Linked DNA regions of Danio rerio: region 2 is linked to region 1. The links are chromatin contacts, called in public Micro-C maps. All regions are on one chromosome and are shown on one strand. The core of a region is the stretch at or near the end of the contact, and the rest is flanking DNA. Distances in the headings are between cores, read along the strand shown. Region 1 holds the start of si:dkey-251i10.3. Region 2 holds the start of tex55 (testis expressed 55).

What was found. Hi-C and Micro-C count contacts between places; a contact is called where the count stands out from the background.
Region 2: a contact with region 1 is called in a Micro-C map of caudal fin, with 7 times the contacts expected there. The contact joins the promoter of tex55 here to the promoter of si:dkey-251i10.3 in region 1. A contact is called at or near these places in 3 of 18 Hi-C or Micro-C datasets (caudal fin, embryo and an unstated tissue) and 3 of 4 datasets of contacts at active chromatin or transcription factors (caudal fin, embryo and gastrula embryo).

What each region holds. Positions count from the first base shown.
Region 1 is chr5:73,509,986-73,515,989 of GRCz12tu, forward strand. si:dkey-251i10.3 reads right to left here and starts at 3,664. Exons shown (of 15, transcript NM_001256628.1): 1 at 3,422-3,664; 2 at 1,381-1,474; 3 at 1,062-1,132. The coding sequence starts at 3,459.
Region 2 is chr5:73,677,028-73,683,031 of GRCz12tu, forward strand. tex55 (testis expressed 55) reads left to right here and starts at 3,109. Exons shown (of 3, transcript XM_073951660.1): 1 at 3,109-3,477; 2 at 3,748-3,810; 3 at 4,773-6,004. The coding sequence starts at 3,352. The coding sequence ends at 4,829. It overlaps zbtb20 (zinc finger and BTB domain containing 20), which reads right to left and starts at 1,331. Exons shown (of 4, transcript NM_001080604.1): 1 at 1,113-1,331.

The sequences.
Region 1 (6,004 bases), core at 2,414-4,913:
AGATGTGAACTTTACATATTTGCAATACAGTGCTTTCCCACACTTTAACCAGCAGAGGTCCTTATAGAGCTCTGATTTAGAAAGCTCCGAGTAACAAGCCTTTTTCTGATACAATTGAGTTGAACAGTTCACTGGCTCAAAAAGCTTCGTTTCACCATAACTACATTCTGCAACACCCCCGGGTCACCAACTTTGGTATAACATTCGATCGCTGCAAACACCACAAACATCGCCTCACCCACCCATTCTCCTGGAATTTTAGAGACAAATATTGGTAGTTATGGTGTGCACAAACGCTTGTGAGCTTGTGTAATACTATAATATTGTAAACAATGTTCACTTTCCCTTTCATAGGACCTCAGTGTATCACCAGGAGCCATGTGGATTGATTTGGGCTTTCATCCTTAAAATGGGTGACCATTGACTGCTATTACATAGATCAGGGGTTCTCAAACTGGTACGTGTACCAGTAGTGGTGCGCAGGCTTCCCTTAGTGGTACGCGGAGGAATGAAATATGTCATGTACATGCTACACACATTTAAAAATGTATCAAAAATGATGGATATAATATGCCACATATAACATATAGCCTATATTTCTGAGGTAATCTGCCACGTATTTTTGAACTGTGCAGAGTTGTAGCTGCTTTATTGGGCCCACTGCGCTACTGTATTTCAATACTGCTCATTTTGGTGGTACTTGGAGAGACAATTTTTTTCTGAGGTGGTACTTGATGAAAAAAGTTTGAGAACCACTGACATAGATAAACCAAAAACCACAGATTCAGCCATAAAACTTTAATGTTCTACCAAAAGAAATCACCTACATCTTGGATGGCCTGAGGGACAGTAAATGAACTGTAAATTGTCATTTTTGGGTAACCCATCCCTTTAAATGTTCAATCCTGTTTATCTCCTGAGCATTTAGTTATCTCCATGGGTGCGAGTTCTCCTCTGATGTTTCAGCCAATCAGACTAAAGTACTCAGACTGACCATGGAGTAAATAAAATTTAATTTAATTTAATTTTCATTTAGCACGACCAAGAGTAAAATCCCAAACCTCTTTCTTCCACCCATAGAACTGATGGCCTCAAGAAGCTTGTTGTGTTTCCTCTCATCATCACTGCCCTCCTGCAAAAAGAAAACAAAAAATACAGAATAATCAAACATTCAGCTTGGATCGGGTACAAGAGATACAGAGGAGTTCTCCATAAAACAAAAGTCTCTCCATAAAAAAAATCTGTCTTGTAATATTAGTAACAGTTAGGATCGTATTGCAATATTTACGAGCAAACTAAAACGTTATGATTGTGACAGGTTTGACAGAAAGTGCACACGTCATTAAACACAGTATGAAGCTTTATTTAGAGCTGGCCCACCTCATCTTCGCTGGCACTGATGGCTTGTTCAGGATCAGTGTAAAGCTCTTCTTCATCTCCACTGTCTGCAGCCATTGCTGAAGTTACACCTTCACTGTGGAGGATTACAAAAACATAAATGCTAGACAAAAAATCTGATTGAAGTAAATTTGGTTTTATATTCACACATTCAGACTTTCTCCGTAATCATATAGTTTCATAAAAGTGTTCATTGCATAATCTAAATAGGGAAATCATATTAGCAGCCACTGACTATCAAAGTACAACATTTTTCAGTCAATTAAATAGTGCTAATGTTGTTTTGAAGTCATACTTGCATGCTATTTCAGACTAAATATAAAAATGTAGCATGGTAAACAAAATAAAGAAGTTTGTCGCAGTTCAAAAAAATAGTAAAGTACTTGAAATAACCTGTAATACAACAACTATAGCAATATAAACAAATGACCCAATTCTGTATAACTACAGGGTATATTATCCAACAATACACCAGTTTACTAAAGTAAAAATTAAAGCATGTGTTGAAGCATTTATAGTGGTGTAAATACTATAATAATACACTTTACTAAAACACTGTATTGATTATAATTTACAGTGATACAGCATTTTATATATGAGGTAGGCCAACATTTTAGACTTCAGGCTGGTTTTAGCTTCTAGAAAGCAACTCCTGCCTTTTTACTAATATATTATTGGAAAGTCTTGAGGTAAAGTTGGTTTTATATTCACACATTTAGACTTTCTGCATAACATGATTTCAGAAAAGTGTTCATTGCATAATCTAAATAGGGAAATCATATTAGCAGCCACTGACTATCAAAGTACAACATTTTTCAGTCAATTAAATAGTGCTAATGTTGTTTTGAAGTCATACTTGCATGCTATTTCAGACTAAATATAAAAATGTAGCATGGTAAACAAAATAAAGAAGTTTGCCGCAGTTTAAAAAAATAGTAAAGTACTTGAAATAACCTGTAATACAACAACTATAGCAATATAAACAAATGACCCAATTCTGTACAACTACAGGGTATATTATCCAACAATACACCAGTTTACTAAAGTAAAAACTAAAGCATGTGTTGAAGCATTTATAGTGGTGTAAATACTATAATAATACACTTTACTAAAATAAAAAAACACTGTATTGACTATAATTTACAGTGATACAGCATTTTATATATGAGGTAGGCCAACATTTTAGACTTCAGGCGGGTTTTAGCTTCTAGAAAGCAACTCCTGCCTTTTTACTAATATATTATAGGAAAGTCTTGAGGTAAAGTTGGTTTTATATTCACACATTTAGACTTTCTGCATAACATGATTTCAGAAAAGTGTTCATTGCATAATCTAAATAGGGAAATCATATTAGCAGCCACTGACTATCAAAGTACAACACTGATTAGTTAATTAAATAGTGCTAATGTTGTTTTGAAGTCATGCTTGCATGCTATTGCAGACTAATACTCAAAGTAGTATGGTAAACATATAACATAAAGAACATATAAAGAAGTTGTCACAGTTAAAAGATGAACAAATATGCGAACATAAAACCAACTTTACCTCGAATCAGTGAGGAAAGCCAGGATACATTCGCATTAAAAAACACTATTCATTTATAGTAAATACTACAGTGTTTTTAATATTAAAGTACTTTTTTACCTGTAATATACAAGAACTATAGCAATATAAACAAATGACCCAATTCTGTACAACTGTATATTATCCTACAATAGACCAGTTAAACTAAGTAAAAACTGAAGCATACTGCAGTATTTATTAATTTATCAGTTCACTATTATTAATACTAGTGTGTTAAAGCATTTATAGTGGTGTAAAAACTATAATAATACACTTTACTTCTATCAAAAACACTGTGTTGACTATAAAAAGCAGTACTACAGCATTTTTTATGTGAGGTTAGGCTAATATATTAGACTTCAGGCTAGTTTTAGCTTCTAGAAAAAATAACTGTTTTTTACTATTATACTATTGGAAAATAACAACAAAGAAGTATTTGGTTAATGAAGTCTGAGCAAACCTTGGCGTTGTTTTCTGAAGAGAGCTCCTCTTGACCATGCTGTAGTTTAACCACGTGTCCAGCAAAAAGTAATAATTATTGACTCTCTTTTCTCTGAGATGATTCAGAGAACCGGAGACTTCGAAAGTGAATATATCCGTCAATCTACAAAGATCGTCATGTTTCCTGAAATGCTGAAAGACAAAATATTAGTATGTCTGACTGAATTCACAATGTACTGAGTCTTCCGTGTGTTTACTAGCCGGTTGAAGCTCAGCTATTGTGAAGTGGTAGCGCCATCTGCTGTGCTGGAGAATAGTGATAGTGTGCTAATCCTGCACGTCTGGGGACATTAGCAAAACTCCGAGGGGCCCGCGCGAGTTAATAAACACTTTAAAATCACCCCCAATCTCTGCCAAACCGTATTTCAGCTTATTCCATTATCAACAGACAACGGATTGAAAAAATCAGTGAAACAATGAAAAGACATACAATTGCAAATAACCCACACAAAAATACTACAGTGGGCAGTTTATATGCTACAGTGTTTCTGAAATATATTATAGTAAAGTACTTAAATTATGTGTGGTACATGCTGTGGTAATGCAACAATGGTTAATGTATAAACAGACCTGTAGCCAGTTCTTTTTTTCTCAAAAAGTGGACCTTTTTGCAGTTATTCACTTCATTTTCTATTTAATTATGAGGTTTAAATACTTCATTTAGTGACATTTTAAGCACAATTTTTAGCTGGATTAGCTTGTTGGGATGGTCATCATAACCACACTTTTGATGTAGCAAGCTACTATTTCCTAAAGATTTAGAAGAAAGAAATATGAAGAAAACAAATACTGATTTTTAAAATACAAAGTTACATATAATAAATTAAAAACTGTAGCCTATTGTGTCCTTTATCAAGCACATCAACTTTCATCAGAAGTTGGCAGTTTGAATATTGAACGATTAAAACATATTAACATAATAATAATAATGTAGAGCTTGACGATTTTTCTCTCTTGTAAACATTTAAATATATGGATAACAACAATAGCCAAATTAGTAGTATAACTATGGACAGCTTTTGGTGCCTCACACTTCCCTGCTGAAAAAAAACAGCTTAGCCTAAACTGGTTGGGTGGTTTTAGCTGGTGGATCAGCATGGTTTTAGAGAGGTTTTGGCCATTTCCAGGCTAAATCAAGTCGAAACCAGCTAAAACCAGTGTGACTAACCTGGTTTAAGCTGGATGTAGCTGGTTTTGGCTGGACTCCCAAACTAGGTTAGTCAAATTTAGCTAATCATCTCCAAGCCTGACTAGATAAGACCAGGCTGGAAATGGCTGGAATCCAGCCTGGAATGGCCAAAACCCCCCTAAAACCTGGCTGGTTGACTAAGCTGTTTTTTCAGCAGGGTTATTGGACATTTTTTTTCCTTCAGGAATAAGGTTCAAGATTTAGAATAAAAGTTCCTTGTAAAATGTTTTCTCTACAATACAGTAGGTCTATATTGAAAGATAACTTCATCAGATTCTGTTTGATCTTAAAGCATTTTTATGGGTTATTTTGCCCAATTATGGTGGCTTAGTAAACAAAATAGGACAAATGAGCAAACATATGAAAGAAATTCTGGCTACGGGCTTGATAATTTAAACAAGATGTTGGTGTTTTTACAAACATTTTCTACAAATATGTAGCCTACAATACTGTAGTAAAAGCTAAAGTACACAAAAGTATACTAGCTGTGCATTGTATACAGTATTTATTACAGTTTATGAGTTTCCATATGATTAGCATTCATTAACAAGGAGTCGTAAATACTGTTACTGTATACAAATAAAAGGACTTTAACACTAGTGTTTTTCATGTGCAAATTTATGAAACAGACCATCAACAAATTGAATAGCTTATTGACCTAATAAAAATATCCTCAAAGGGAATTAAATAATCAAATTTAAAAAATAAAATGACAGCATAAAATAATTAAATCTTAGTTATTCGGTGAGCAGCAGTGAATGAGTTTATCATTTTCTTCTGTTCTGTAAGTAACCCAACAGACAAAACATAGATCCATATTGGATAGCATTTGATTAGTTGTCAAAGACATAAGTGAGTGTATTATTAAGCGATTTTGTGCATTTAAGCATAAAAATCTAATTCAAGATAAAAAAATTAAAGTACAACTCTACCAATATACCACCCCTCGCTATTAAACCATTTTTTGGGAGCTATAGGGTAATTCAGGGCTCTAAAAAACTGGCATACTTCAGTAGGCTATCAGTTTGATCACGTCAAACCAGTAACTGACAGACAACTGATGAACCTGTTATTTCTGAAGGGCAGCAGCCTACTAAATGAAAATAAATACAATAAAATAAACATATTTCACCAAAATAAGTAAAACAAATGGATATTTTCATCCTGTTTAAAAGTTTCCATCCCTCTGCAATGTGTTTCCTTCTTGTGAAATACATCTTTTTTATATAAAATATCTTAATTGAGACAGCACCAAATAAAATAAATAAATAATAACATGCAGTTTGATCTCTCTTAAGTTCAAATGATTCTCACCAATTCTGCAAGGGGCTCACAAACCTTCAAGCAGCACTG
Region 2 (6,004 bases), core at 1,859-4,358, 170 kb after region 1:
GTAGCCTCCAAACGCGTGCGTTATAGGCAACAAGCTGGCACTTCACAACACGGAGTCAAAAAGAGGTCATTCAGTAAGTACAAGCATTAGAATCCAGAACAGATGGGCATTTATGTTTTGTGACTGAAACTAAATTTCGCTTTCTTCGCATAGTCGGAGCGAGCACTAAAAAATTCGGTCACTTAGCAAGCCTGCGTATCCTAATTTAATAATGCCAAATAACGGACATGGTAAAGCGCCAGATACACTCCCTACAAAACTCCGCAGCTTTAGTATAACTACAATTCAAGCTGGCTTTTAATACATCCACTGAAAAACAGCAACATTCATAACAATTCTGCTTATGTCTGAGATAGCCCGAGTCCAGAGGCTAGCGCGCAAATCTACAGGGGTCAATAAAATATTAGCAATAGCCCGGAAAATACTGGGATTCCGGATAAGCGGCGGAAATGTTTAAATCATCACTTGTATCTCGAGTTAAACAAAATACTTCGCATTCTGGAGCCCATTGGAGATACTTGACACTTAACACACGTTCAAAGCGGTGTTATTCTATCAAATATTTTGGTCGTATGTAGGGAAGTCCCTAGCGGCTCTGCTTTTCGTGTCATGGTTCAGTGTTGTTACGGTTAACTTGGCGTAAATATTAAAACGCACTGCAAACGAACACAACCCATAAGAAGTACATACAAAGTCTTCACATCCCGACAACAGCTTGAACTAGTATAAAATGAGTGACCGAGCGAGGAATTACATGGTCATTCCACCTGAGACGTCACTCCAAACAAGCATTTAGATAATTGTTTTGCTGTGTTTCACAATTTAGACAAGCACTAGATGTTCAGGGAAAACTTCAGAATGGAGATCCTGGGGATTCTTTCGCAAGTAAATGTAATTTCACTAGCAAGTTTGCTTTTTCCTCTTTAAAGCTGGTTCACTTATAAAACACTGCTGAACAATGAGTAAAGTCTTGCGACTGAGCTATTACTTTAAGCTCGAGCTTAAGTTTTTCCCGGCTCATATCAAGGGAATGACTGCTATTACTCTTATAAATAGCCTAACATAAATAGTATAAGTACCCTCCCCCTCCCTTCCCTCTCCCTATTTCTTACCTGCTGCTTTAAGGGTCTTTCTTCTCCAGTGGCTACAGCGCTTCACAGCTTCCCCGGTTTTCCCCAGGCAAGGACTGAGTTTATTAATATTGTCCCTTACTTTGTTTCATTTCTCACTTCCATCTTCTTTCATCTCATCAATAAACACACGCTGCAGCCTACCTTCGGAGAGGACATCACGCAGCTCGCTCGTGCCCTCCCATTTTTTCACTATTCGTCGAAGATTTTGGGCAGCCACGCCTTTCTGCTGGCGATTGGAACAGAATGGACTTTCTTGAAGCACGTAGGTTGTGATATAAATCGTTCAACATGACTTTACCCCAATCGGTGAGCCGCACGCCCTCCCTTCCGCGCGGCGAGGAACGCTGAAACTGGCTCCATTGTGGCTCTGAAAGTGAAACTATTCTTGCCTTGTCGCGATTGTTGTGCTTGAACCAGCATGGACACTACGCATCCTCAGTTTCCTAACTGTACAAGTGCACCGCTGAGTGTGTCGAAGGTCCCCCTTTGGAGGAGTTTCTGCTTTCACCCCCTTGATTCCTGAGCGTGGTCAAGTGCATACATTAGCACGAATTAAACGTTATTTGGTCAAACAAGCGCGAATTAAACTCCGGGAAATCCATGTCCCATCCACGACCAAAAGGCCAGTCATCCGAGAATCCCGCATGTTGATCATTTATAGATAGCCTACTTTAGATTGGTTAGGGAGGATGTCAATAAATTTCTCCAAATTATATCCGCGCCCACATTGGATGATGACGCTGCCCGTCAGATTTGGGGACCAACAAGCTAGATTGCTCGCCGCCCGTTGGCTTTTACTTTCTACGCATTTCTATTTTCTCATTTATTTATTTTTTAACGTCCCTAGCTGACCTCAAGGAAACGTAAGGAGAGTTGCTGACGGCACTGCTGGCCAATCAGATCGTGTAAAGTGACACCGAAGTTTTTTGTTCACCAATACGTTCACAGAGCCGTTGTGACGGACTCAAAATAATGCAATAGTGGTTCACGAGTCCCCAGCTACACTGAGCAGTGCCCCCTCCTCCCGACTCCCCCCAGTCTAGACAATGACAGGTGTGTGTGTGCGCGCGCGCTCGTCTGTAGTCTAGACGAGGAATAATCAACCTTCAAGCCCAAGTGATTTTTTTTCAGGCGTTTATATATATATATATATATATATATATATATATATATATATATATATATATATATATATATATATATATATATATATATATTCATACACACACACACTACAATTTGAAAATGAACTAGTAATCGTGCAAACGTGTCTCAGAGATATGAATGAACAGAGTAATTTACATATATCTCGAATATGACGATGTCTGGCAGCGTTATAATTATAATTTACGACGTCCCGGCAGGAACCTTTGATGGCAAATATCAAAGAGACATGTTTACATAGAACAAGCCAATTCGTGGGTATCTGTTCTGTATATTACTATGATAAAGGAGCGGTTCGACCTTGGCACACGTAAATATTTCGTCACATGTAACAATCCCTCTCCTCCATAATATCATCCCGCTTAGTATGAGGTTTCCGGTCCGCTTGCGCGCTTTTCTTGATATGGAGGTCCCCCTTTCGGTTGTAAACATGAACAGCAGCGTTTCACCGAGAGGTTCACCGGGGGACACGCACACCGTCTGCCCTACATAAAATGCACCCATTGTAGGCCGAGGTGTCAGCTGAGGACGACTTGCAACCTAGAAACAGCAGTTTGGCCCCTCCTTCTCTTTGTCAGGCGCATTGTAAACGTTAGCCCGAAGTCTTCTGAGGTACTTTCTCCAAAAATAGCGCATAAAACTGGCATTAACAGCAGAAATGACATTTCGTCCGCATGACTGTAGTTTTGTTCTCTCCGAATAACCGTTTTCTAGACCCCCCACGAATCTTTATCAAAGGCGCTGTCCCGGGAAACTATGCCCAATGACATCATCCAAGCCTTTTGTATACAGTTGCTAAGGGTTACAGGGTGACATTTCAAAAACAATCCCCTGCTGTAGATACATTCGATATACTCGGTCCCGGTTGTGTACTAACGTTAAACGGACTAAACACAAACTTTAGTCTTTATTTTAAAACAGAGGTATTTCTACTTGATATTAGAGAGCGAACTGTTTGAGTACATTAGCAATAATGCTTCGCGGAAGCACACTTCGCAACTTACTTTTTGAGTATATCGTATGCTAAAGAAGACTTTAGCGTAAACTTTGTGAGATGGCAGACTTTGATACATCAGAAAAAGTGCTTATCACCGAAAGTGCGGACACCGTTCGTACTACGGACCCTTATGAACGCTCTGTTGACTATATGGAGACTCATAATATCCTTCAAATATTTCAGGTGAGAAAGAACAAAGCTGCTGCTACTCATATATTTTCTTACGAAGAAAATGGTAGACAGTGAAGAACTGCTTTGCACAAAATGGCGAAGGAGCACTAATAGAAGTTCCTAAAAATGTAGCTGCGTTAAACTATTGAAGTGTTTCACTTTATTTTAATAAACGTGTTCACGCATTAAAATTATAAATGTAAGAAAGGAGGTGATTGACTACAAATGTCATTTTAAAAGTACAAAACTGAATTATATTTTCACTCATTTGTGCTATTTCAGGATATCACAGAGAAACTGGTTTTTGATAGACCAGACGATCCTCTTCAGTTCATGTTAGAGCAGGTATTTTGTTTTGTATTTCAAATTTCCACTGTATGCTAGTGATCTATTTATAACTACAGTATATGAGCAATTCCAGCATTATAGTTGTGACATTATCAGTAAAAACCTAAATCATAAATACACAGAGAAAGTATTAAATTGAAACATCTGTTTTTATTTTCCAAAATAACCAACCACAGAGTTATGGGATTAGAAAAATATCAATCTGTAAACATATTTCATATTTTAAATGAGGAAAATAAAGATGCAATATGGATGTGACCAAAAATATGTAAGTTTACATATAACATATAATATAATACATATAATAATACATATAATAATACATATAACATATAATAAATAAAAATATATAATATACTTTGTATAAATTCTGTGAATTAAACTGCACTACCCAAAAGAAATAATGCTAATCAAAAGGATAAGAGTTGGCTCACTATAGAACAAAAAAAAACATTGATTTTATATATATATATATATATATATATATATATATATATATATATATATATATATATATATATATATATATATATATATATATATATATATATATATATTTTGCATCTATGAGGGTAAAGCTTGATAATGGTTGTGACATCTCTCCGTTATGGATGTGACAGATGTGAAACTGCCACTTGTGAGACCTTAAATCAAATATAATTGTTTGAAAACATTGACAGAGAAATTTTTAAGTATTTTACAGTAGTCAAATACAAGCCTACACACACACAAAAAAAAGAAAGGGTTTCACTATTTTGGTAAAAAACTTATTATTATTATTATAATTTTTTTATGGCATGGTTGACATTTGGAATTGCTTTAATACTTAATTGTTTCTGATGCCTGTGTTTATATTTGTGAATGATATGACTTGATAAATATGCAGTCTGATTTATTAGTGAAATTATTGGAGTTAGCTGTAAACCATTCTTATAACTGACTTTATAAAACTTTTGCAGGTACAAATGAAGATCAAAATCCGTGACGAGTCGAGCAGTACGTTTGTCAAAACATAAAGAACTCTTAAAGCAAAGCAACAATGCAAAGAATCGACTCTTAAGTTTGTACTTTTATTTATATATTTCTTGAAACGAGGTGTATTGGTTGCTGCAAGTCATTCAGTGACTCTACATTGTTGTTGTTTCCAAGCAACTGTTTTTTTTTTTTAATGTATCATGTTTCGCCACAATTTTTAGAAGATACTGTTTGCATTTATTTTCAGCAGTCAAACAGTGCTGAATTCTTCATAATGCTGTTTGTGTCTAAATATCTCACCAGGATATACTCAAGTGGCTAGCTAGATTTTAGAAATGTATAAAAATTAAATAAAGAAGTAATTACAGACAGGCTTTCTCTGTATTTCCGAGACACAGAATGAATCGATTTGCAGGCGTTATCACTCACTCTTATTGTTTTATGAAATAAACATGTTTTGTAAGACAAAGCAACAACTATATTTTGCGTTTTGCAAGTGTTTTCCATAAAAATGTCCACCTGGACAAAAGTAGCTGGCTTTTGCTCTGCACTCAGATGTCCATGAAGGATTTTGGCTGCATGAGTAAAGGAAGTCTTTGTTTATAATAGGCTCTTCTTACAGTGCATTTCTATAGTAATCTACATTTACTTTGGTGTTTCAAGACTGCTTTATCACATGCAGTCACTTCATTTAGAAATAAATATGTCCACAATATGTTTACAAATACTACTTGTTTAGTGTGTGGTGTTTGTTTATAGCTGTGTAGTACAATGTTACTAGTTTAGTGTGTGTGTGTGTGTGTGTTTATATGTTTTAGTATACGAGCAATTCCAGCGTTATGAATGTGACATTTGCAGTAAAAACTCAATTCACAAAAAAAGTATATGTTAAAAGTTACGGGATCAGAAAAATATCAATCTGTAAACATGCGTTATGGATGTGACAAAAAAAGTCTGTGAGTTTACAGTATACAACACACTTTGTAGAAATTCTGTTTATTAAACTGCACAACCCAAAAGAAACAATAATTTTCAAAAGGATAAGTGTTGTCTCTTTATAAAACAAAAATTATGGTTTTATTTTATTTAATATTTTCACATTTGTGAGGAAAAAGTGTTGTTATGGATGTGACATCTCTCCGTTATGGATGTGACAGATGTGAAATTGCCACTTGTGTGACTTTGGTAAATCAAATATAATAGTTTGAAAAATCTG